Linked DNA regions of Gossypium hirsutum: region 2 is linked to region 1. A link is a contact called in public Hi-C data. All regions are on one chromosome and are shown on one strand. The core of a region is the stretch at or near the end of the contact, and the rest is flanking DNA. Distances in the headings are between cores, read along the strand shown. Region 1 has its middle 24 kb from the start of LOC107891113. Region 2 has its middle 15 kb from the start of LOC107891163.

Region 1 (7,240 bases), core at 784-3,283:
TAATATTCATACACATGAATAAAGAAGGTGGAAGCTAATTGGTATTTCTCTTCTTGAAAAGGAAATAGGCTAGGAAAACAAAACTGAAAACTTGATTAGAATAATTGACCAGAAAAAGTTTTCAAAAAGAAGAACAAAAAGACTTTGAAAAAGAAGTGATTTCTATTTGTTGTGTGTTTAATGAGGAGAATGACCCAGGTATTTATAGGATTTTCTGAAAGGCAAAACGGTAAAATTAAAGGGGTAAAATGGTAAATCCGAATACTCAATTTCTTGAATTACACAATGGCCAGAAGCCAGTTTCCAAAAAAAATGCAACAATTTGGTTGGTCAAGTCAAAATTGTAACAGTTTAATTTTTATAAAAGAAAAATAAAAAATTTTATCCAGAAAAACCTTGCATGGTACGTGTCGTAAACACGTGTCAACACGGACACAGAGTTGGCACTCATGTGTTGGGCCTTATCCTCAATTACTCAATGTGAGTAAGAAGTAGGATTATATTTAAACCCGTTTTAGAAGTCTTTCCCAACCAATGCGAGATTTACATTTTTCTTTTGCATTACTAACAACCAATAATGAAACATACATTTACCTAATATAATTTTCTTAATATAATAGTTGAAAAAGTAAAAAAAAAATAGATGACAATTTCATACTTAAATATTTATAAAAAGAAAAAAGAGCATACAATTTTTCAAAGAAGAAACTAGTATTAGTCAAACCATGAAAAGTATAAATTACAATAATAAAATGTAATACTTAACATTGTTATGCTATTTCAACAACATGAAACTAAAATTGCACACATATCATTTTAACAATTTTTCACTAATAAAATGTAATATATAACTATTTTACAACTTTTCAAATTGCATAAAACCATAAGGGGTTCAATTGAATAAATTAAGCAATGTTGTAAGGATACAATTGCACAAATTAAAACATGCTTAAATGATTAAATCAATTAAATGGAAACTTAAAATTAGGTATTAAACTAGAAAAAAAAAATTCGAGGGACCTAAAATAAAATTATCTTCTACTTCCTTTTTTTCACTGCGACATTCATTTTTGGTTGCAAGCCCCCCATTCCTTGAAAACAATAGCAAACAAATAGTTGAGATATAATAATGAATCAAAATAAAAATTGTCTAAAAAACATAACTTATCGTCTAAATTAAACTTAATATTAAAACCGATAGTCAATTATGTACATATATGTAATTTAATTTAATAATTGATAGTTAATTTTTGCAATACTCATTTATGTATTTCATATTCTGGAACTCTTAAATTCAATATAAATTCGATGTAATTTTATAATATATACCATTGCTTTGGGTTAATTGAAATATATAAGAAATACTTTAATGTGTAATATTCCATTACGTATACCATAAATTCAGCATTCATAATGAATTTTTGACTTTTATGTGACAAATTAGAGTCATCAATAAAAATTACTCAAATTAATGAGATGTCTTACCACTTGTCAGGTGAAAAAGTGGTTTACATTTGAAAGTTACCAAAATACTTAACAACCTCACTCCATTTGTGTATAAAAGTAATGTTAACAACCCCAACCAAATGAGTTTTTGAAATGATGAGAAGAAATAGGCAGCAAGGAAATTACGAAAGAGATGAGGGGAAGAATTAAGTTTATTTTATTTTTTACTCTGGACCTAACATAGTTGGGTCTTATAGTAATTTATAAACATGGTTTGGTTATAAAAATGCTGATCTATAGTAATAGCTACTTGGGTTTTTATTGTTTTCTTTAATATTATTAAACAATAAATTGATCGAATCTGTGGTTAAACCGATTGAATCAACCAGATTAAAAATCGACGATCGAACTGGTTCAATCACCGATCTAAATTTACAAACATTAATTATAACAGTAATTAGTAATGTTGTAAATATATTTGGGCCTTGATAGATTAAGTTCAAAAATCCAATTAGAAGAATCTAATGTGGACCAACCCAACAAGCCGAAGAAGTAGGTTAGTCCACAACCCAACAATAAACGCACTTATGGGGCCTTGGATGGACCTAATTCATAAAAATGACTTGGGTAAAATCCTATAGATAGGAATATAATTAATAAAAAATCAAGAAATATTATCTATTTCTATCCATAATCCGAGAAAAATTAGAGTTCAAGTCGTTGTCCCAATAATACGATATTAGCTAAACTAAAATTTAATCAACAAAATATATTATATTTTAAATACACTTACATTAAAATAATATGTAAAATTTGATATTGGAAACAAAAACCCATTTGATGATAGGAGGTGTTTGACAGATTGGCACTAAAGCGATTGAGAGTAGAAGAGAAAGAAAGAGGCTAATTTATTCCTTTATACGTACTTTTACACATCATTGCAATGGGATCCAAATATGACTGACTCACACCATTAGCAATTAAACAATCCCTTTATGTCTGCTTTAATGCCTCAGTGAAGAGGAAAAACAGAAAAAAAAAAATGGCAGCTTTCTTCTCCCACTTTAACGTTCAGGACTTTAGCTACTGTTTCCTTTGTCCTTTTATCCCCAACTTCCAACGTCACCTTAACACAATAAATATACCGGTTTTTGCTTCTTTTTCCTCTCTTTTAGTTTTGTAAGTAAATAATATATTTCAAGTTTAATATAAAGATTCACCAAACCAATTTTTTTTTAAACAGAATAGCATATTTTTAGATATATTGTATTACTTTATTTAATTTTTAGTTTATAAAATATAATATTACTTGAACCAGATATCTCTTACTGACCATTGCTTTTAGAGTAGGATCAGTCTGTATATTGGTCCGCAAGAATAGGTTGGATGGATTAACTTACAAATCGGTACGACCTGGTTAAAAACTCAATTGAATCAAGCTATTAATTTTTTCTATTTTTAAATTTTTAATAATTTATTCAATTGAATCAAACAAAATCGATCAGATCGAGAATCGATGGTTTGATCGATTCGATCATCTGATTCTAAAAACTTTGCTTATTGTTTTATGATAAAAACGTTAAATTTGTCCATTAATCATTGTACTATGCATAAATTGTGAATTTAATCTTATACTTTAATTAGATCAAATTTAGCCCATATACTTTTTGAAATGATTAATTTTAGTCTCTCTACTTTTCAAATTTTGAAATTACAATCCTAAACCCAAACTGTAGAAGTGAAATCTAGTTGGCTAAATAATGCTATTAATCTTGTAATATGTGTAAACTATGGATTTAATCCCTATACTTTATTTTATTCAAATTTAGTCCTTATACTTTTTAAATTGATTAAATTTAGTCCTTGTACTTTTCAAGTTTTGAAATTACAACCTTAGCCCAAACAATAGCAATTAAATCCAATTGGTTAAATTTTACTATGCGTAAAGTTATAAATTTAATTCACATTCTTCAATTGCATCATTCTTAGTTTCGTACTATTCGAATTTCAAAATTTCAGTTTTGACGCAAGCAACAACAGTTAAACCCATTAACTGACTTTTTTTTTAGTAATACGTGAAAATTGCTAGTTGGCATGGTATTACAAATATGATAATATATTTGCTACGTTGAATTTTAAAAATAACAAAACTTAATGAATTTAATAATTATTATTTATAAGAGTTACAATTTAAAATTTGAAAAAGTATAAGAACTAAAACGATTAAATTAAAGTATACAACTTACATAAATTAAGAAAATCATAAATTCTTAATAATTATTTATGATGTATATTTAAAATTGTTGTTTTAGAATTATATTTAATCAGAATGAGACCAACAAGTTTGAATGAATGATGAGAGATTTGAATAATTTATCCCTTCAATTCACCTTTTTCCTGAATTAAATCCACCGGAATGTGGTCCATTAATTTTAAGATAAAACATTATTGAATAATATATTTAATGCCAAAATATATTTTATTTAAATTTTATATTCAAGTTGTAATAATATTGATTATTGATATTTCATTAATTACTAAAACTATATTTATGTTAAGGTCGAATGCAGATCTTAAATTCATGCATCTGATTATGCAAATTACTCTTTTTAAATACATAAAATAGAATAAAAAATTAATTTTTCCTCTGTTGAGCATTGAATTAAGTAGAATATTAAAATGAATATATTAATCCACTCATCTAAATATATCATTTAAAAAATCCTAGTATAATTTATTTTTATTTTCCTCTAATGCTAACTAAATACAGATTTTAAATTAACCTAAGTCCAACATCTGAGCTATGTACCAATTACTTTTAACTACGATATTAATTTTTTTTTTCTAAATTGGTTACTATAATAATTTATTTATTTAAATAATTTTTATATTTTAAAATCTTAAGTAAATAAATATAGAGTTAAAATCAAACTATTATGAATTTCAATTAAATATGTCACAAAGTTAACATGAAAAATAAACAAATATTGTATACAATTGTAAGGTATATTATGCTTCCGGAAAGAAATCTTAAATTCAAACCCTAAAAATGATATTGTTAAAAAAATTTTAAAAAGTTAATTTTCACCGCTTGCAAAACTGAAATGAAAAATGGCATGCATTATAGACATTAAAAATTAATGTGAAATAAAACTATATTAATGTATAATATTTTGAATACAAAAAGCTAATGAAGATAAATTTTTTTAATAAATCATGTAAAATAAAATATAAACTAAAACCCGAAACATAATCTTTAAATTGAAGTATGATATAATATGTAAAATATTATATAAATTAATATATTACACAAAAAATAACATAAAATAATTGTAAAAATTTCTAACAACATTAAAAACTAAATGTAAATTTTAATATAATTATATTTTAAACAATTAACATTCAAAATTTTTAAGTTGATGCCTCATACTCTAAATTGTTCACTAGATCCAGACATGTAACCAGTTCTGAGAAATTGGCCAAAAAAAAAATTACCATCAATTTACTTGCTGACTGCAGCTTCACAAATCACAATGGATTTGGATGACTTTTATTTATTGTTATAGATTATAGATATTTAGAGAATGAAAATTTTAAATAAGAAGATATTTTCTATTTAATGTTTTAACTTTCCAAAAATGAAGGACCAGTTAAATTAAAACCACATTGAAAGCAGTGATATTTGCAGAAATAATTGATTGGCACACCAGATTATAATTGAGCTTTTGCTACTTCTTCAAGTAAAGTAACAATACTGGCCCCCAATAAAAGGTAAAAAGTAAAAAGTAAACTAAAAAATATTCATAAAAGAAAGTTAAAATTAGGAACCCCTATAAAAATGTGTTTTTTTTCCCTTAAAGAATTCAAAATAAAAGTTAAGCTTTTATGTTTTTCTTTTGGGTGAGTTTGGGAGTGGCCAGTTGTCGCCAAAAGTAATCATCACCATTCACAATCACCATTGTTCTCACATTTAGCACCATGCCATTCAAATCTTGCTACATCTCCAATGCGTTGCCCACACATTTATTGTTACACATATTTTGTTAGCTTTATACTCACTATCAATTACATCCTACCTAGGGATACCTACTTCATTAGTGTTTAGCGTTCTCTTCCGGCATTGTTTCAATTACCTCTAATAATCTAGTCACTTTGACAATATATCTATTACTAATCACCTATAGGACCAATGAATAACAGGTTAAGCAATAGGATACACAATGTGGCTAGGGCTAACCTATTTATATTCCCCTGTTGCTTATTTGCAAGGGATTATTTTCTCTTTCCTTTCATCCTCTTCTTTGAACATTTTTCATTATACTTTCATCCTTCCTTTTTTTTGGTTCCTCTTCCCTCGGTAATCAACTTTACCTTACAACTTTTGGCCCATTAGGTGAACTACCACATTAGCCTCCACCATTTTTTCCTTTCAATTTGGTGCGATTATCACGGATAGACATGGCTCATTTTGGCCCAGGCATCCCTGTAAATGAATAAGAACAATAACAAGATACATGAACTCAATCCTAACCTCAAACAACTCAAGTCAACAATATTCCTCACATCAATCATAACCAAACAGCTATTATGATCCATATAATCCATATGACCCCATTATCATTACTATACAAGTTACACACAACACTTCCCACCGAAATACTACACTTGATATCTAAAGCAACAAACCTAGTTGCCATTTTTGAGGTCACCCCAACGTCTTTTAGGGTGAGCTAACCTCACAAAATCTAAACTCCAGGTAACAAGAATTCAAAAAGATACAAGAAAAAAAGAAGAGATTTATTGAGGAAAAAATGTATATGTAACAACATCTTTATCAACGACAGTAGAAGGTCAACTTGAAAAATGAGAAGATTATAGAAGAACTGAAAGTAAACAAAAAATATCATATAACTTCTAAAATAGGCACATCAGTTTCATTTGAGAGTGGCACGGATGAAGACTTTAAAGGGGAATCTAATGTTGAGTTTTTGAATACTTATAAGACTTTGCTTAAGAAATGGAAGCAAGTGTGCGATGTCAACTTAAAGTTGGTGGAAGAAAAGTATCATTTGAAAAAGGAAAACCTTAATCTTATCAAGTAGATGGAAGCAAAGGAGTCTCTTCTATAACAAATTTGGCAAGCACTAAGAAAACATATCACACCTCAAAATAGAGCCTAGGAGTTTTTGGGGTATTTTAGGAATTTTGGCCTATATGAGCTCGAAATTTCATAAGGTTGGTATTTGATAATGTTTTTGACAATGGTTTTCATAAAGTTAAGTCAATTTTTGGAAATGAGTTTTGAATGTCTTTAATTTTGGAAATAGGACTTATTTGTAAAAGAGTCAAAGTTGTGAGTCTTTACGAAGAAATTAAACCAATTTTTAAAATAGAACCTAAAACCCCCTATTCAACAGCTTTGTTTCACGAAAAATTGCTCCTCTCTTTTGCTTGTGCCATCCCATGCCTCCCAAGCCTCTCCCAATCGATTTTTTATTCTAAATCCTGGTTCCTATTTATTTCTACCATTCACCTAGCTAAAAACCTCTATTAAAACCAAGAAAATCACCCTGAAGCTTCATCATTTTCTCCAAACCTAGGTCTTTTTCGAGTTGCATCAAAATCATCATTTTTCTTGCATTCAAGGTAACCAATCATCTCCCTATTAGTTTTAAATGTTATTTAGTTCCTTAAACTAAATTTTAGCAGTTAAAACACATGCTCTTAATAAAAGCTGAAAAACGCGTAACTGATGGTGAATTCCTAGTTTGTAGATAAAAACTTGGTTTTAAAT
Region 2 (7,174 bases), core at 4,531-7,030, 390 kb before region 1:
ATTAAACACCTTTATCAAAAAGAATGCAACTTTTGCATTTTACGTGATTTAGTCCTTTTCTCAAATTAACCACTTAAACGATAAAATTAATACACGAAATTTCACACATATCTAATTTCATGCTGTAAACATAAAAAATTATATTAAAATAATTTTTTAACCTCAGATTTTTGTCCTAAAACTACTATTCTAATTTAGCTAAAATTGGGCTATTACACTCTGATATCTTAATGGGCCATCTCGACAACCAATGTAATCTCTCGAATTTCGGCCTAATGTCTAGGTTGGGTTAGGTAGGTTACATTTAGTTGCATCAAAGTCAAATTTTCTAAACTCAAACTATGAAAACTGAATGAGTCTGTATGCATGCATTAAAAAAAAGGTATTTTAGGAAAAATCATGCCACAAGTTTTTGAAAACATTGATTTTTTATAGGAAAATTAAATCTAAAACTTCGATGTCGGTCATACTATAGCTATAGTTACTTCTAAAACTTTAGATAAACTACAAATCATAATCATTAGATTATAAATACTCAGAAAGTAGATAATGCATGAAAATTTTGTTTGAAAACTATATATATACCTTAGATATTAGATTTTCGAAAGTGCACTATGAATAATAAAGGTAGACGTGGTAGGCGTAGGCCACGTAGAGCAGCGCCAATTAAGCCATCCACTGTTTAGGGCAAAAACCCAATCCCTGGGAAGGAGTATGTAGAGAATTCTACCACCAATAACGTGGAGGTTACGAAAACGGAGATGATGTACTGTCACTAGTGATGCTAAAAGTGTTACAAAAGGTTACTGGATCCCAAACAGGATTGGGTAGTCTTGAATTCGTTACAGAAAGGCTTTGATAAAATGGGGTGAAAATATTCAAAAACGTTGCTGGAACAACTCCTACCGTGGAAAAATACTGGATAGAGTCAACGGAAAGGATTTTGGATATTCTAGACTGTACTTTGGAGCAAAAATTAAAGTGCACTATGTCTTTGTTAAAGGAAGAAGCTTATTCTTGGTGATAGTCTATTGTAAAGGGTACACAGGCTCGGTAGTATGTTGTAAGGGTAAGCATGCTAAACGAATAACTTGGGAATATTTTCAAGAATCTTTTTAAAAGAAATATGTAGGCACTAGGTATGTGGAGGCTAGTAGAATCGAATTCATCGAGTTAAAGTAGGAAGATAAGACTGTGTCAGGATATGAGGCTTAGTTTTTTATGATCAGCCGTTATGCCCAAGGAATGATCACCATAAAGCAAGATAAGTGTGTGAGTTCAAAAATGGGCGCTATGTTACAATCTCAAAATATAGGTTGCTCTATACTAGGTACGAATATTTAAGGCCCTAGTGGAGAAAACCAAAATTGTGGAAGAGATCAAACAGGTGGAATGGGAGAAACAAGAGTAAAGTAAATTCCTAGCTAAAAAAGACTCTAGTTCCAATGGGTCAAATTTTTGTCCCTCGAAATGAGCCAAAGAGGGCAAACTGCAACAAGAAGTTACTGTAACTAACCTTAGGGGGTTTGTTTCCCCATTGTTCGTATTATGAAAAGCATCACTAAGGCAAGTGTTGGAGGAAATCAAGTACCTGCCTAAAATGTGAATCAATGGAGCATATGTACAAGGTTTACACGTTCTTTTTGAAGACTTATTTGGCGTTTGGTGGCTTTCACTTATGAGCATTTTGGTGTTTGGTGTATTCCCTAGTGTTTGACTCCTACTTTGCTAAGGTTACATTGCGCAAGAAATATTAATTTTCATTATTAATATGTAATGAAACTTAATATATTTATTAAGAATGTAAACTTTATGAATGTGGAAATATGCTCTATGTGGATTAGTTACGAAACGTGTTTTTATGCTTGTTGATATGGAATAAGAATGTGAAACTAAATTTGAATTGTACATATTTGAGCCGTATGTTTCTTATTAAGTGTATCTTGTTTTATAAGATTTAAGTTTTACCATCTCTTTATTCTAAATTAAATTATAATCTTGTTATGACAATCTATGCATGGCATGCTCACACCAAGGTAAGATAAATATAGTGTTTTCCATTTGAACTTATGAAGAATTTCATGCTTATGCACTGTTGTTTTTGCGCATAGATATTGCCTTGGATTCTTGAAGTCCAACTCGACTTTGGACCATCTCACTATCATCAAGACCTTTAAGAGTATGAAATTAGTTTATATGTAGCTTATACTTAGGGTGTCAACATGTATATATATGCTAGTTTCATATGCCACTTAATATTTTAAAGCATGAGGATTTGAATTGTTGAGTTGGAGACTTTTGGTGATTCTTTAACCTTGAGATGTATAAAACATTTGGCAAGCATGCATGCATTTAACTATCTTAATTTGGGCTACTTGTGGATGTGTGTTGTTCATTCTAGATGCCTTTAATGATGGCTAAATGTCTTTATAATGATTCTATTTTGAGTATATTAGAAAGTGTTTGAGATTAATATTTCATACCTTGAATTGATCTTTGTGATGGTTTTATATTGGCATTGTTTAAATGTGTTTTAGAGTGTATTTGTGGAATTTTCTAAGTGAAATTTCAGTCTCTTGCATAAAGGGTCTGGTGCTCTTATTATTCGTATTAGTACTTTTGCAAGACAGTTGCCAAAAATTTAGTCCCAAAGGTCCAAGTTTCAATACCCTTATTTAAGTATCGAACTCCAAGTTGGCAATATCTAAAATGCTATAGTAATTGGGCTGAGGTGTCATTACCAAGCACTTGGGTACCAATACCTAGGCCTAGGTATTTGAGCATGTGGGCAATGTCTCTATACTATTTTAAGTGTTTTGGGCTCGTTGAAGCCCATTTTCGATCCTAGACACCTCCAATCATTCATAAATTTTTTTAAAATTAATTTTTTAAATCTCTAAAATGATTTTATTGAATATGAATTTATTTGATTAACTCAAAAAATTTAAATCTTTAGTATTTTCAAGATTTTAATTTTTTAAATCTCTAAAATAATTTTATTGAATATGAATTTATTTGATTAACTCAAAAAATTTAAATCTTTAGTATTTTCAAGATTTTGTTTTTACGGTGGCACCTTCCATTCATATTGGACATTGAGACGGGTGTGGGCCGTTACAATATTAATTTAGTTTAATTATATTTATTTGTTAAAAATTTAGTACAAAATTTAAATTTATTGAAAATTTAAAAGATAAATAATTTTATAAGTTAAGAATGCATTATTTATATTAAGTTATATATTAATCTTATTTAACAAAATATTTGTCATTAATTTTTACCTTTAATATTAATTTAAACATAAAAAACTAAACATTGACTATAAATAAGAAAGATAGTAGTGTAGGATATAAAAAATTAAATATTTAAATTTAAATTTTAATAATTTTAAAATAATTTTATATTTTTTTGAATATTCAAAATTAAACAAAATTGAAAAAAAATTAGTATTTTAAATAATTTAATTTTTTGAATATTGAAATTTATTTAATGTTTAAATAGTATGTACTATTTTTTATGATTAAAAATACGTATTACTTTTTCATAGAAATAAAAAGTATGTATTACCAATATTTTTCAAAAAAACTATTACATTTTTTCAGTGTTCCTTGTTGTTTAATATATTATCATAAAGTTATCAACGGTTTTGGTAAGGATTTTGTGTAGTTGTAATATCGGTTAATAATTAAAAGATTTTTGTTCATAATATTTATTGTCATAAATAATAGTGAATTTACATTAATTAAATATATATAAAATAGTGATATGTCAAATACATATATTATTTATTTGCCATTGTTTTAAATATGTGACCTAAAATACATATTTATCTAAATACTTAGATTCTTGTATGTTTTCTCTCTGTGATAATGTTGGATCTGAAGGTGGTTCGATAGAAGATTTAATCCTTAAGAAAGCTTAGATTAAGTATAATGAGGAAAGTGTGAACAGAGAAGTGTTGGTGGATCTAACTAACGAGCCAGTTATTTATTGGAAGGACAAACTTGTTGGAATTTCATCCAATAATGGGGGTAAAGGTTTAGAGGAGGAGGAGGAATTTGAGTTACTAGGAGGAGATATTTAGAAGTCAGTAATTAATGGCACTCCCTCAATCGAATTCTCTGATAGGATTCACCAGATTCTTATTCGGGATATGGAAAACATTGTGGTTCTGAAGCTTTTGGGGCATAACATTGGTTTTTCGGTGCTTCAGAATAAAATCTATAGTTTATGGAACTCATCGTCACCGTTCCAGTTGATGGATATTGAGAATGGTTACTTCTTGGCCAAATTTCAAAAAAAAATTGCTCTCGGAAGGACCCTGGATCATTTTTGGGCAATACCTGACAGTTCAACCTTGGTCGATGTCTTTTAATCCAGCACATAAATTTCCCAGTGTCGTAATGTCGTGGATAAGACTACCGGGCTTGCCAGGATACTTTTATAAGCGAAAAATTCTGACATAAATAGGGAGTTTAATCAGCAAGGTTGCCAAACTAGATATGAACACAGACAATAGGATTAGAGGATGTTTCGCTCGTATGGCTGTGTATGTCAACTTGGATAAACCGTTGGTGTCCCAAGTCTTAATCAATGGAAAAATACAGAGGGTCAAGTATGAATTCTTACCAACGGTCTGTTTTCACTATGGACGGTATGGGCATGTAAAAGAAGTTTGTCCCTTTAGGGTCCTTGAACCCACTTCTGGGAGAACGATGCCTTCGTCGGAATCTTCACCAGAGGCTATGAATATGGTTGATGATGAAACGGGGGAGAAAAGTGATGGTTCCGGCCTGTGGATGTTGGTAGAGAAAAGATCTCATAGGAAATCAAGGGATTCAACACAATCAGGGCCTAGAATTTCAAAAAAGAATAATGAAGGTTTCTATTTTAGGGCATTGGCAGAAAATGAAGGTAACGTTGGCATTGATTCTGGGACGAATAAGGAAATTGGGAATATACGGCATAGAAAGGGGAAAGAAACAACAAATGAAGGAATCCAAGGTGATGGGTCTAATATGCATAAGGTGGGCCACTTTAGTAGTCAAAATAGAGGCCCAACTAATCTTGGGTCTTAAAAATGTGGCAAGCCATTCAAAGTCTTCTAATAATGCCAGTGGGGTAGATAATGGGCCCCTGTCACCTAGGAATTTGGTAAGTCACCCAAGACAAAATTTTAATGGGGGATTCAAAGGCTTAAAGGGAAGCAACATGCTGGAAGATAGCATATCAGGCTAAGGAAACGGGTCAAATTGTGGGCCGAGTGAAAACAAAACAATGGTTGAATCCGATCGGGTTATGGAAGAATCCGGTCAGCTTTTCACAAACCTAGTTGCTACTGGAAATTAGGGCAGAGACGTGGATGGTGGGAATGCTGGTTCAGGCTCTCACTCGCACTTTGCTGGTGATGGAAATAAATCGGTAAATATGGCACAGGCGAGGTCATCATTGGAGAGAGTTGTTGACATCACAGATTCCAAAACAGGTGATGGTCTCGACTTCCGAAGGCATTTGGCGGTCACCTTTAAATAACCTCATGAAGCACTCGTCGAAAACCAAAGGGAAAGGAATTCCGATGTGAATTCGGGGAAAGCGAAAGATGAAGTTGCTGGGAAATTTTTAGGGGCGAAGCATGGAGGTTCGCGTCTTTCAAAACCCCAGAACAAAATTAATCTTTAAAAGGGTAGCAGATTCAGAACTGTGGGAAATTCCAAGGTTTTGTTACGGGAATCAATGGCACATTTGGACGAAGCAATTTCTTCTCAAGCTGTGGAAGCTTTGGGCTTAGGTGGCCCAAATTTAAAGATTAGGCAGGCAACAAGACAAGGGAGAATTCCCTAAACAGTAAGGCTCTGGAGGTTTTATTTTTATTTTTATTTATTATTTGTCTATATTAATTTATATGGATTTAAATCTGACCATTTTTTGTGGAATTGCCAAGAGTAAGTGGTAAAAAAGGCTAATTTTATCATTGAAAAATTGGGTTTTTTAATTCTCATCATATTGAAGCTATTGGGTTTTTAGGAGGAATTTGGGTGGGTTAGAAGGAATCTGTTAAGATTTGAATTATCCAAAATCACCCATAGTTTATTTTTCTATGCGTGTCTGGTAATGTTTATCTAAATCCCATTTTAATATCCTAGGAAAAGAAAAGCACTTTGGGAAGATTTGAAATTTGCTTTACCTCATGATTCTTTACTATGTTTAATTATGGGTGACTTTAATGTTATCTTATCACTTGAAGATAAAAAAAAGTATTTATGTCATAGGGAAAAGATGTAATCTTTTTGGAAATTTTGTAGATTCTTGTAATTTGGAGGATTTGAGATTCATCGGTCCATCCTTTACTTGGCAAAAAGTTGGCACATTTGAGAGATTAGATTGTGCATTGGCTAATGATTCATGGATTTCAACTTTTCCACAATGCATTGTTTCCCATTTTTTGAGGATTAAGTCTGATCATAGGCCCATTCTTCTAAGGACCAATCTAGATATTAGCTTGGCCACAGGGAGACCTTTTAGGTTCTTAGTAGGATGGACGAAGCATGTAAATTTTTCGTCCTTTGTGAAAGATAAGTGGCAGTTCTTGGGTAATACAGATAGTTCTCTATCTAGTTTTACTTCACATGTTAAAGAATGGACAGGTCTGTTTATGGTTTTATAGGCTTTCATAAAAGACATCTTATAAGATCACTCTCTACTATCAAAAAGGCCCTAGATCATTCTACCTCTTCTCGGTTAATTCAATTAGAGATTGATGAGCGAGATGAGTTGGAAAATTTGTTGAACCATGATAAGCTTCTTTGGAGGCAAAAAGCTAGGTATGACTGGCTCTAGTTTGGGGATCATAACACCAAATTTTTTCATAGTCGAATGATCTACAGAAGGAAATTTAACCATATCATGGCCTTACGCATGGATAATGGTGAGTGGTGTTCAGATTAAAATATCCTTAAAAATGGGGCAATTGGTTTTTTCGAGACATTTAATGGCGAAAGACCAGAACCCATGAAGGATCTACCATCTAACATTTTTCCTTGTCTCAAGACCCAGGACATTGAGTTTTTGGAAAAGTCCATTTCAAATGAAGAAATTAAGAAAACCTTCTTCAACATGGATCCCCCAAAAGCTCCGGGAAGCGACGGATTTCATGCATATTTTTTCTAGAGTCAGT

The links. A called contact is a pair of places that touch in the nucleus more often than the background predicts.
Region 2: a Hi-C map of leaf shows a contact between it and region 1, with 2.1 times the contacts expected there. The contact joins two enhancer-like sites. A contact is called at or near these places in 5 of 34 Hi-C or Micro-C datasets (anther and leaf).

Annotation. Positions count from the first base shown.
Region 1 is chrA11:91,876,749-91,883,988 of Gossypium_hirsutum_v2.1, reverse strand. No RefSeq gene overlaps it. Among protein-coding and RNA genes, the nearest start is that of LOC107891113, 24 kb to the right of the region's middle. Within about 2 kb of position 2,033, at least 2 of the 9 cell types and tissues checked have an H3K27ac peak or open chromatin away from gene starts, as enhancers often do. A contact at or near this core is called in leaf, where this site is marked.
Region 2 is chrA11:92,273,722-92,280,895 of Gossypium_hirsutum_v2.1, reverse strand. No RefSeq gene overlaps it. Among protein-coding and RNA genes, the nearest start is that of LOC107891163, 15 kb to the left of the region's middle. Within about 2 kb of position 5,780, at least 9 of the 9 cell types and tissues checked have an H3K27ac peak or open chromatin away from gene starts, as enhancers often do. A contact at or near this core is called in leaf, where this site is marked.